Linked DNA regions of Mus musculus: region 2 is linked to region 1. Evidence: chromatin contacts called from public promoter capture Hi-C data. All regions are on one chromosome and are shown on one strand. Each heading gives the region's core, a stretch centred on a gene start, on an enhancer-like site or on the middle of the called end of the contact. The rest is flanking DNA. Distances are from core to core; before and after follow the strand shown.

The links. Capture Hi-C pulls out chosen DNA fragments and counts their contacts.
Region 2: a contact with region 1 is called in a promoter capture Hi-C map of adipose tissue. The contact joins two enhancer-like sites. A contact is called at or near these places in 2 of 9 other capture datasets (adipose tissue and embryonic stem cells).

Annotation. Positions count from the first base shown.
Region 1 is chr15:57,770,298-57,775,566 of GRCm38.p6, forward strand. All of the region lies in intron 2 of Zhx2 (zinc fingers and homeoboxes 2), which reads left to right. Among named protein-coding and RNA genes, the nearest start is that of Zhx2, 78 kb to the left of the region's middle. Within about 2 kb of position 2,949, at least 100 of the 459 cell types and tissues checked have an H3K27ac peak or open chromatin away from gene starts, as enhancers often do. A contact at or near this core is called in adipose tissue, where this site is marked.
Region 2 is chr15:58,002,117-58,007,385 of GRCm38.p6, forward strand. The region is part of intron 3 of Fam83a (family with sequence similarity 83, member A); the gene reads left to right. Among named protein-coding and RNA genes, the nearest start is that of Fam83a, 19 kb to the left of the region's middle. Within about 2 kb of position 3,170, at least 15 of the 459 cell types and tissues checked have an H3K27ac peak or open chromatin away from gene starts, as enhancers often do. A contact at or near this core is called in adipose tissue, where this site is marked.

The DNA.
Region 1 (5,269 bases), core at 1,699-4,198:
TCGCACGCACTGTATTCTTTTATGTTGTGGCTATTGTTACTTTAAAGGGAGAGCTGGAAACAAGAGCTTTTCATCACATCATTCTACATGTGTATGCACACGTGCACACACAGAAAAAGCTGCATGCTTTTGCCAACATTATGACCATTATGACCGTGGTCCTCTGCCTCCCTAGAATCTTCGATTTCATTTGGAGGCTTTTTCTTTGTTTCTATCCTGCACAGAAAATAACATTAATGAAACACCCAAAATTCGTCTCTAGGTCCCTAGAATGTCCTCTTCCTCCCCAGATACAGGGACAACAGTTTTATTGTTTTCTAGTCTCTATTTCTGGCCAAGGTACAGACCCTTCCATCTCCTATATGGACATGAGGGACACATTAGTTGCTTCTGTGCTGCTGTTACTAAACACTATTGCTAAGGCAGTTTATAGAGGAGAGAGTCTGCTGGGGTTTACACTTCAAGAGGGTTAGAGCCCATGATGGCAAGAAAGCATGGCAGCAAGCTCTAAAGATGGCAGATGCAGCATAAAGCCTACCGCTAACACCCTCACTTGAAAGCATGAAGCAGAGAAAGTGAGCCAGAAGTGTCAAGGACTCTTGAACTCTCAGAGCCTGTCTCCAGTGACATACTCCATGCAGCAAAACCACACCTCTTGAACCTTCCTAAATTGTGCCACTAACTGGGGGTCAAATTTTCAAACATCTGCCCATAGGGGGATGTCTTAGTCAGGGTTTCTAATCCTGTACAAAACATCATAACCAAGAAGCAAGTTGGACAGGAAAGGGTTTATTTAGCTTATATTTCCACATTGCTGTTCATCACCAGAGGAAGTCACAGGGCAGGAACTTGGGAGGCAGGAGCTGATGCAGAAGCCATGGAAGGGTGCTGCTTATTGGATAGCTTCCCCTGGCTTGCTCAGCTTACTTTCTTATAGAACCCAGGACCACCAGCCCAGGGTTGGGACCACTCACAAAGGTCTGAGCCCTCCCCTATCGGTCACTAATTAAAAAATGCCTTACAGCTGGATTTCATGGAGGCCTTTCCTCAAGGGAGGCTCCTTTCTTTGTGATAACTCCAGCTTGTGTCAAGTTGACACACAGAACCAGCCAATACAGGGAGATATTCTCATTCAGGCTACTAAAAAGTGTCTCCCCACTCAAGACCTAACCAAACTGTTAATTCTTAAATTATGAGCCAAAGCCAGGTATGGTGTCTTGTATCTGACATCTCAGCATTCAAGAGAGTGCAGCAGGAGGACTTAACAGAGTGCATTTGAGGCCAGTGTATCCTGTCTCAAAACACCAATAAACAAAAAGTCAGAGCATGTACTTCCCAGAACCTGTACCCATCTATACCTTTTGCTATGCATAGTTTGACTTCTAGACTTTGTCCTGAGCCTGGAAAGGTCTCATGCTCCCTTCCTTTCCAATCTCATTTCCAACCACATCCCTTCTCACACCCTAGATGCCAATCCCACTGCTTCTTCTTGTTCTTCGTCTGCACCAAGCCTGAGTCCTTGACAGAATGATGCACTTACTGCTATGTCTTGCGCGCGCCCTGACTCGCCAGCAAAGCAGACGCCACAACAGGATCCTTCTGCACACGTTTATTGGGAGAGCTTGATTGCAGAGGCGAAGAGACCCCAAGCCCAGAACTAGTGCTGCTTATATAGGCCTAGGCGAGGCGTGTCTCACACCCCGATTGGTTATGCATGGGTTATGCTTACCACCTCATTTGCATGTCTCACATCTGATTGGTTAACTTCTCTCTCATCTGATTGGTTAACTTGTCTCTTATCTGATTGGTTAACTTGTCTCTCATCTGATTGGTTAATTCTCAAAACCTCATCTTGGCAAAAAAAAAAAAAAAAACTTTACTACCTATGTATTCGTGGTGGCCAGCGGTAGCCAGCACCACCCTGCAATGGCACATGTGGCTTCCCACAGCTATGCCTGTGTAGATTCACTCTCCCAGCCTAGGGTCCCTCAAAAATAGAGGCTGACACAAAGCTCATAGCTTTGTATGATGCACAAGACAGGGATGGGTGGGGATGCTGTACAGTCCCAGACAACAGCAAGAGTAAGGAGAGGCAAGAGGGGAGAAGAATGCAGATCCCATGCATGCAATGTTCAGCCACCCCATCGCTCCATGAGCTCCCGCAAGTTGCCACGACACATGAAGTCTTCAGAGTGGCCATGGGGATTGTATGCAGGGTGTGTGTCCCTCAAGGCACCGTGCCACAAAACTGTATGAAAACTCAGAGGGCCATGGGGAAGATGTGCTTAGGAGCAAAGTGTTGTGAGTAGGAAACCCAGGTGCTCCTAACAGAAGCATGGTTTTACAGGTCACCTGTGGTCTAGTAATGCACAAATAGGGCAAGGAGTGTGGCCCCTTGCTTGGCAGAAAGGCCCACTTGACAAAGGCAAGTGACAAAAGTGTCGCCTTGTAAATGACTGTGATGTGGCAGAAAGACGGTGTAATTGGACCAGCTGTGAACGTTATAGCTGGTAAGCCATCAGGTAAACTGAACAAGCTGGTATGTTTCCGAGGTGTGCATGTGTTTTGTTGTTTGGTGCCTCTGAGAGAGCCACCTTTCACCATGTGACTAACCTCAGGAAGTAGTGACATCATAGCATCCTGTGTACTTAAAAAGGAAGGAGACAGTCTAAGGACTCGGGGTCAATTTTGTGTATTTCCTGCACAACACTGTTCAGTTGAACTGTTTCTGTGAGAATACCTACTGTATCTCCCTGCTGAAAACAGGCACAAGCAAAAGCTAAACTCACATAGTGCATAGCTATCCTCTAGTTCATCGGTCACGTTGGAACAATGTTTTGTTTTCAAGCATTGTAGCCCCACTGACTCTGCTAAGTCTTGGCCAGTGGGGCTGGTCAGAGACACATTGAAGCAGGAGTCATTACGGAGGAAGAGGCACCATGAGCTGTTGGTGGGTATGAGAGAGAGAGAGAGAGCGAGCAGCTAGCAGCCTGTCATGACCCTACTGCTGAGACCTTTCTTGCTCCAGGGAAAGTCCCTGGACTGTAGCCAGTAGATTGTCTTGACCCCATTTTCCAAATGATGTTTGGCGCACTACTGAGAACTTAAACTCAATAGCATGTCAAACCTGTCATCCCTAGAAGCAGCAGCCAGAAGCCAGACTGCATTTGATTGGAATCAAAGCAAACACATCCAGCAAGAGTGAAATGTAGGGGATGTGGAGAACTGCCAGCCCCTCCTGACCATCCTATATAGACAAGGGGACTTGGGTGGCACTGAACATTCTCATGACATACGATTAAAAAAATTGGAACATGCCGGGCGTGGTAGTGCACACCTTTAATCCCAGCACTTGGGAGGCAGAGGCAGGTGGATTTCTGAGTTGAAGGCCAGCCTGGTCTACAGAGTGAGTTCCAGGACAGCCAAGGCTACACAGAGAAACCCTGTCTCGAAAAACCAAAAAAAAAAAAAAAAAAAGGAACATAATTCGCAGCCACTAGAAGAGAAAGGAGCAGCCCCCTCCTTAGGAGCCAGCTGTCAATGGCTGGATACATCTTGAATTGTCACAGGATGCTATTAGCAAGCTGTACAAAACCTGTCAAACACACAGAGCCCCCCCCCCTCTGCCATGAAGAGTTCTCTAGCCCAAATGGCAGTCTTGTGAAGGTCAAGAAGCCTTGATGTAAAAGTGTCATGGCACGTGAGCACGCACAATATTTTTGAAAGGTTGTAGGGAGGTAGGCATGCCCACATCAGCTGGGGTGGGGGTGGGGAGACTGCAGCCCATGTAATGCGGCTGCCCACACTCAGGGTAGGTTCAACTCTCACAGACACACAAGAAGTCCGGCTCCCTAGTGACTACAAGCCTCATCATCAACCGTGAAGATTAGCCATCACGACCCTGACAGCATGCCTAGTGCTTGATGGCTTGAGCCAGTCTTAGAAGGCTGCACAAGGGTGGAAGTACACTATAATCGAGAGAGAGAGAGAGAGAGAGAGAGAGAGAGAGAGAGAGAGAGAGAGAGAGAGAGAGAGAAGTAATTCAAACCACTTAATAAAATAAAGAAAGCTCCACACTGGATAATTCCTACTTCAAAATGTTCTGCTCCAAGCAAAACTGTGGAGGTAGAAGAAGATCAGAAGTGGGGGTGGGGATAAGCAGGTAGAGGACAGAGCTCTAAGGCAGTGGAACTATTCTGTGTGACACTGTAATGTCACCGGGTGGCTGTGCATTTGCCCAAGCCCAAGAGAATAATCAGTACAAGAGGAACTCTGGCATGAGCTATGGGTGTCAGTTAGTAGCCATCTGTCATTGCTGTTCCTCGGTTGTAATTAACACACTGCACTGGGAGGGAAGGAGAAGGGTTACTTAACCCCTTCTGTGCCTTCTGTCCATCTTCACTGTAAACCTGAAACTGCTCGAACCATCAGTCTATTGAAAATGCTCAGGGCCTAGCATGTGAGTATAACCTTCAATCCCAGTGTTTGAGGGATGGAAGCAAGATGATCAATAAGGCCAGCCTCAACTACCATAGAGAGTTCAAGGCTAGCCCAGGCTACCTGACATCCTACCTAAAAAGGAAATAAGTACAAGTTTAAATGATATGATTAACAGAGTTGAGATAATTGTTATAATCATCATAAGGTTGAAGACTGTCGCTTAATTCCAAAGACACTTAACACATATTGCATTGTTGATTCTGTCCTTGTTAGTGAGCAGAATATACCAGAAGGAGGAGGGGACTGTCCCATCTAAATAGCATTCACTTAGGTCCAGGCAGACAAATTTCAGAGACTTATGCATCAAGTCTCCACGGCTGCTCTAGGAGAGAATCTCAATCGTAAGACAAGGAAATGGAGACTTGTGGAGGTTAAGTCACATGACCAGAGTCAGAAAGCATCACAGGAAGGATTTGAGCCAGATCAATTGTTGAGCCAGTATAGCTGATATTATGGTGTGTGTGTGTGTGTGTGTGTGTGTGTGTGTGTGTGTAGGTTGGAAGGTTCTAGAAGGTAACAAGAGACAGGCACCTCTCAGCTGTCTTGAGCCACTAGAATGGGTGGTGGGCTGAGGGACCCTTCCCGCTGGCCTACCGCCCTGTTGTGCCTGAGTCTTTCCATGTGGGTGTGGCCATCTTGCCTTGTATGCCCGCCAGGGATCATCATGGAACAGTGTCCAGTGGTGGCCTGAGTTGAGCGGTGTTTCCCTCTGGATCTGCTCTGCAGGTGGAACAGTCCTGCATCCCTTGCCTTCTCCAGGTTGTTCAAG
Region 2 (5,269 bases), core at 1,920-4,419, 230 kb after region 1:
GAGCCTGAGAACTCGCATGGGGACCCTGATCTGCTATGAGCTCCTTTGCGTGAGTCTGAGGTAGGTGCTCCTCGCTGGAGGATGTAGGCTGGAAGAGACAAGGGAAGTAGTGGCTGTTCCTGACGAACAGAAATCAACTTCACAAGGTTTCTGGGGATCGCTGTTTAAGTTTTATTTATCCGCTAGCAGTCCTTCTATCTGTCCAGAGTCCGGTCTAAGCTGAGTCCAGACTGCCAGGGCTTGCTACTGTCTGCAGAATGGTTCGGGGACCTTCTTTGGCCTCTATGTGCTTCCTAGAACCTGTTTCATTCTTTTCTATAAAATGTCAATACCGTTAACAAAAGAGGTAGAAAGAAACTAAACACTTTCCTCTCGCCCCAGTTCTAGCCAACACGGTAAGTGAATTCCTCTCCCTTTGTTAATGCCTGTCTGCTAGTTTTCTTTTGCTGTGTGACCACAAGACTCAGATCTCAAATCTGTTTTTTGTGGTGTATAAACTCTCACAGTCCGTACTTTCCTGTGCAGTCCTCACTCGTTTGTAAAGAGGTTTGAGAGAACCAAGGGTCCTTTGGAACTTTTAGCATTTAGGAGCCTCCTTCATTTCATTTGAAAATTGTGGAGTAAAGATTTCATGTCTGGACCCTTGTAAGCCATTTGGGTCTACATACATTTTATCCGCTGTTGTGGAATAAAGACTCCACACTTGGAGCTTAAGGAGCAGAGTGGAAATCACCCTTGGATTGTGGGTATTAATTGAAGCTATTTTCCACTTAGATTCTATAAACTCCGCCTGAGTGCCTGGCCGGGCACTGAGTGCTGAGTTTGCATCCATCCATCATCTATCAGACTAAAGCCTGACCTGCCCTTTGAATTCCCGAGTCACTTAACAGCCTGAGGACTTTTACTTTTTCTTTTTTTTCTTTTTTTTTTTTTTTTCTTTTTTTTTTTTGGTTTTTCGAGACAGGGTTTCTCTGTGTAGCCCTGGCTGTCCTGGAACTCACTGTGTAGACCAGGCTGGCCTCGAACTCAGAAATCTCCTGAGTGCTGGGACTAAAGGCGTGTGCCACCACGCCCGGCTCGCCTGAGGACTTTTTACATTTCTTTTCTGAGCTCGTCCTTGGCAGGCTGAATTCATGTAATTTTTTTTTATGTGTTATTTTGCGTGTGGCTCTGCTCTGCCCTTCTCTATGGTGATTTAGTTGAGAAAGGTAAAAGCTCTGGTGCCTTGGAGGCAGCTCCATGAGACAGCAGAGTCTGTCAGTGTTCTCTCTGCCTGTTCAGGGTGACTCCAGATGACTAGAGCTGCACCAGAGGTGTCAGGAGGTCTGAGCTCAGGATACGCAGGGGTGTCATAGAATCATGTCACGAGAGTGTCTTTGTCCTGGATGGAAGGAGTTTCAGTATCTTGTTGCATAGCAAGGTAACAAGGGCCTGGTCACCTGTGCTTTCAGCTCCTCTAAACCCTTAAGTGTTAAGGATTTCAGAAGACACATAGAAAGGGGTCTTCAGCATATTAATGACACTCTAGGGAGGAGTCCCCATCAAGCAAGCAGCATAATCTACTGACCCAAACCACTTCCCTACCAGTAACTGCTTCAACCATCATGAAACCCTAACCGAACGGTCTAAAGACAGCAAAACTCAATATAACGCCGTGATTGCTGGAAATATCAAGCAGCCTCCTCCAGCTGCCCTCCCTTAGTCTTAAGCTTACTAAAGTTGCTATTCTTGGTATATCTGATTTAAACATGTTTTTGCATCTATATGTAGGCACTTTTGCATAATATTCAGGCTGCAGTTAGTGTTAATTAATTATACAGGCTATTCGCTCTGAATGGCTGTCTACCGGTTTCTCTCTCCATGTCTTCTGCCCATCTCTTTTAAGCACCAGTTATTCAGGGCCTGTTAGAGTTACCACAAGGAAGAGAGAGGGTCGAGAAGCATTGTCCTTTGGAAATGTGCTAAGGTGGTGAATGGAGATAGATAGATGAATAGACAGACAGATGCACAAATAAGCATACAGGCAGGTAGGCAGGCAGCCAGACAGCCAGACATATAGGTAGATGGGTGGACAGACAGATACATATATAGGCAGACAGACAGGTGGACAGATGGACAGATGGACAAAATAGACAAATATTGTTGCTGAAGGAGTTGCGAGGATCCGTGACGTCCTTCGAGGACCTGTGCTGCCCTGTGCTGGGCCCCTCCAGCATCAAAGGATACACAATCTGTTGATCTTCAACTCCTCAAATGTGGGCCGTTTTACCATCTAATCTCCAATTTGGCTCTGTTTTCGCTTCTGAACTAGGTCAACATAATCTTATGTGTCACATCTTCCCTCAAAAGAATAAGAACTCAAACTTGTTGGCTCATGTTCTGACCCAGAGTGCTCCTGCCCGCCTGCTTTTTCCTCCATGCAAAGCTGCTCCATTAGGCTGCTGGGCAGATCAAGCAAATGACAAGGGCATTAACTGTCTGGCATGGGATGCACATAAAATGCGTCTTTAAGACGCTGGTATTAGGGCCGGTGTGATGGCTCAGCGGGTAAAGGCATGTCTGGCATAAGTCCAGAGACATCAATGCCATTTCTGAAACCCACAGTGGAGGAGAGAACGAAGCCCTGAGATTGTGCTCTGGTCTCCACGCGTGTGCCGAGGCATCCAAGGACACACACACATCCATCTCACAACATCCGCCACCACGTGTCCCCACATACTTTTTTTTCTAATATAAATGACATTGATGTTAGATATGGTGGCTCATGTACGCTATAATCCAAGAATCCAGAGTGCTGAGGCAGGAGGATTGCTGTGAGTTCTGGGCAGTCTTGGCTACAGAGGGAAACCCTGTCTCAAAACGAAAACAAATTGACATTACATGTATGTTCTCATGTATTGTGCTAGCTAGAACTCCAGGCAGGCTTTGTTGAATAGTAAATTTGATTTCTAGCCCGACAGAGCTAGGACTCCTATACAGGGTGATCTGACCTCTCCAATGACGGGTTGCAGTGAATAAGTAAAAACCGCTATTATTATGAGCACATTAGGTTTAATAACTTAAGCAACATTATCCCAGGAGGTGAGGCCCCTTTCTGTGGGTTATCCCTTCTGTGCCAGGGCATATCGGGGAAGGGCCAGGGAGCATGGCCAGGTTTCCCAAGACAGTGTGTGCCTGGCAAAACTTCAGGGCCAGACAGCACTGGGCACGTGGCCACTGGAACTAACACTAAGAGTACTTTCTTAGTGACAGTTTGGGAAAGCGAAGAGTCGAGCCTCTGACCCGAAGCCTGTTCAGGCTAGAGAGAAGAGGGAGGGCTGAGAAGCGTGGCGAATGTGGGGTCAGAGGCAGTCTGAAGGATTCAGGCTTGCTGCTCTATGCTAGGGGGGGGCCCAAGCATGCAAGGGTGTGGTGTGCAGAGTCAGGTGAGGATCCGGGGGAGGTTATTTTGGTTTGGGGTACTGAGGACTGAACCCAGGGTGTCATGCAGGCTGGGCAAATGCTACCACTGAGCTGTGTCTTCTCCTTTTTACTTTCTACTTTGATACAAGATCAAAACTGATTGCCCAGTCTGGCCTTGAACAGTCTACCCTCTTTCCTCAGCTTCCCAAGGAGCTGGGACTATAGGCCCGTGACATCAGGTAAGGTTTTCACAAGCACTGAAGAACGTGACAACGCCTTGTTTTAGAGAATAGCTTTGGAAGGTGTTTGAGATTTTTCTCCTCGAGGCGAACACTTACCGTTTATAACCCAGCAGTTCTTCTAGGCATATATCGAAGAGACTCTTGTTCACTCTTGTGTATGTGGGAGGCACCATGAGAATGTTAAAGTAGTACTGTTGGTGACAGGAACAAGCCAATGCTCCTTCACCAATGAAATGACCAATAGAATAGTATGTAGCAGTCAGAAAAATTACAAAAGAAGTAATAGTGTAGCCTGCCAGAGGTGGCACACACCTTTAGTCCCAGCACTTGGGAGGCAGAGATAGGTGGAGCTCTGAGTTCAAGGCAGCCTGGTCTGTGACCAGAGCTACAAAGAGAAACCCTATTTCAAAATCAACTAACCAAACAAACAAACAAAAAAAAAAAAAAACCAATAATGTGGACACATCTTAGCAATGTAAAATTAAAAGAAAAATCCTAAAAGATTGCACATATGTTTTTAAAACAACTAAAATTAAAATATTTACATTTAAGAATAAATATAGAGCTGGGGAGATGGCTCAACGATTAAGAGCACTGACTGCTCTTCCAGAGGTCCTGAGTTCAATTCCCAGCAACCACACAGTGACTCACAACCATCTGTAATGGGATCCGATGCTCTCTTCTGGTGTGGCTGAAGACAGCTACAGTGTGCTCATATAAATAAGATAAATGAATATTTTCAAATATATTTAAAAAGAATAAACATAAGCGTGAAGCATTGTTTCTCACTGTGAACCAGGGAAAGAGGGTTTGGTGGTATGGTTTGAGTCTAAAATGCTCCCATGGGCTTGTGTTTCAGATGTTGATTCTCCACAGTGGTGGTGCTCTTTAGGAGGGCTGAGGAACCTGTAGGGGGCGGGGCCTAGCTGGTGGAACCAGGCTAACCGAGGTGCGCCTTTCATAGGTTACAGTCTGGCCCTATCATAGCTTTTTTTCTCTCCTCAGTATATCAGCTTATGAACAGCTCCACCACAAGTTCCGGCCACCATGACGGACCAGAATCTTGTTTGTCTCCAATGGCTGTTTTGGTCCTAGCGATGAAAGAATAACACACATACTGTAGTCACAGGACACATTGCACGGACTTTTCCTAGCTCAGGACCCTGGGACAAGGCTCTGGGAAGGCAATGGGACTTCGTGTGGGCTATCATCGAGAAGCTAGGCTGGTGAGATGGCTCAGTGGGTAAAGGCACTTGTGCAAGCCTAATGACTCAAATGCTATCCCCAAACCAACTAGGAAAGAGAGGACCCACTCCTGAAGGCAGTCCTCTGACCTCCACATACGCACCGTGGCAGGTCTCTGCCTGTGCACATACATGCATTATGCACACATGGGCAATAATGACACACAGACAAGATTTTAAGGCAGCTAGCTTTAATTTCAGGCCATGCTAAGAACATTATGTGAAACAGGAAAACAAATAGATCTGTAATATAGGTCATGGAGAAAGACCAGGAAGGAGAGTGGGTAGCTACCAGACAAAGATGTGTATCTCTGGGCTTTGCCTTCAGGACCCAATCTCAGCAAACAGTACACATCACTTCTTCCCCTGGGTTAGTGAGAG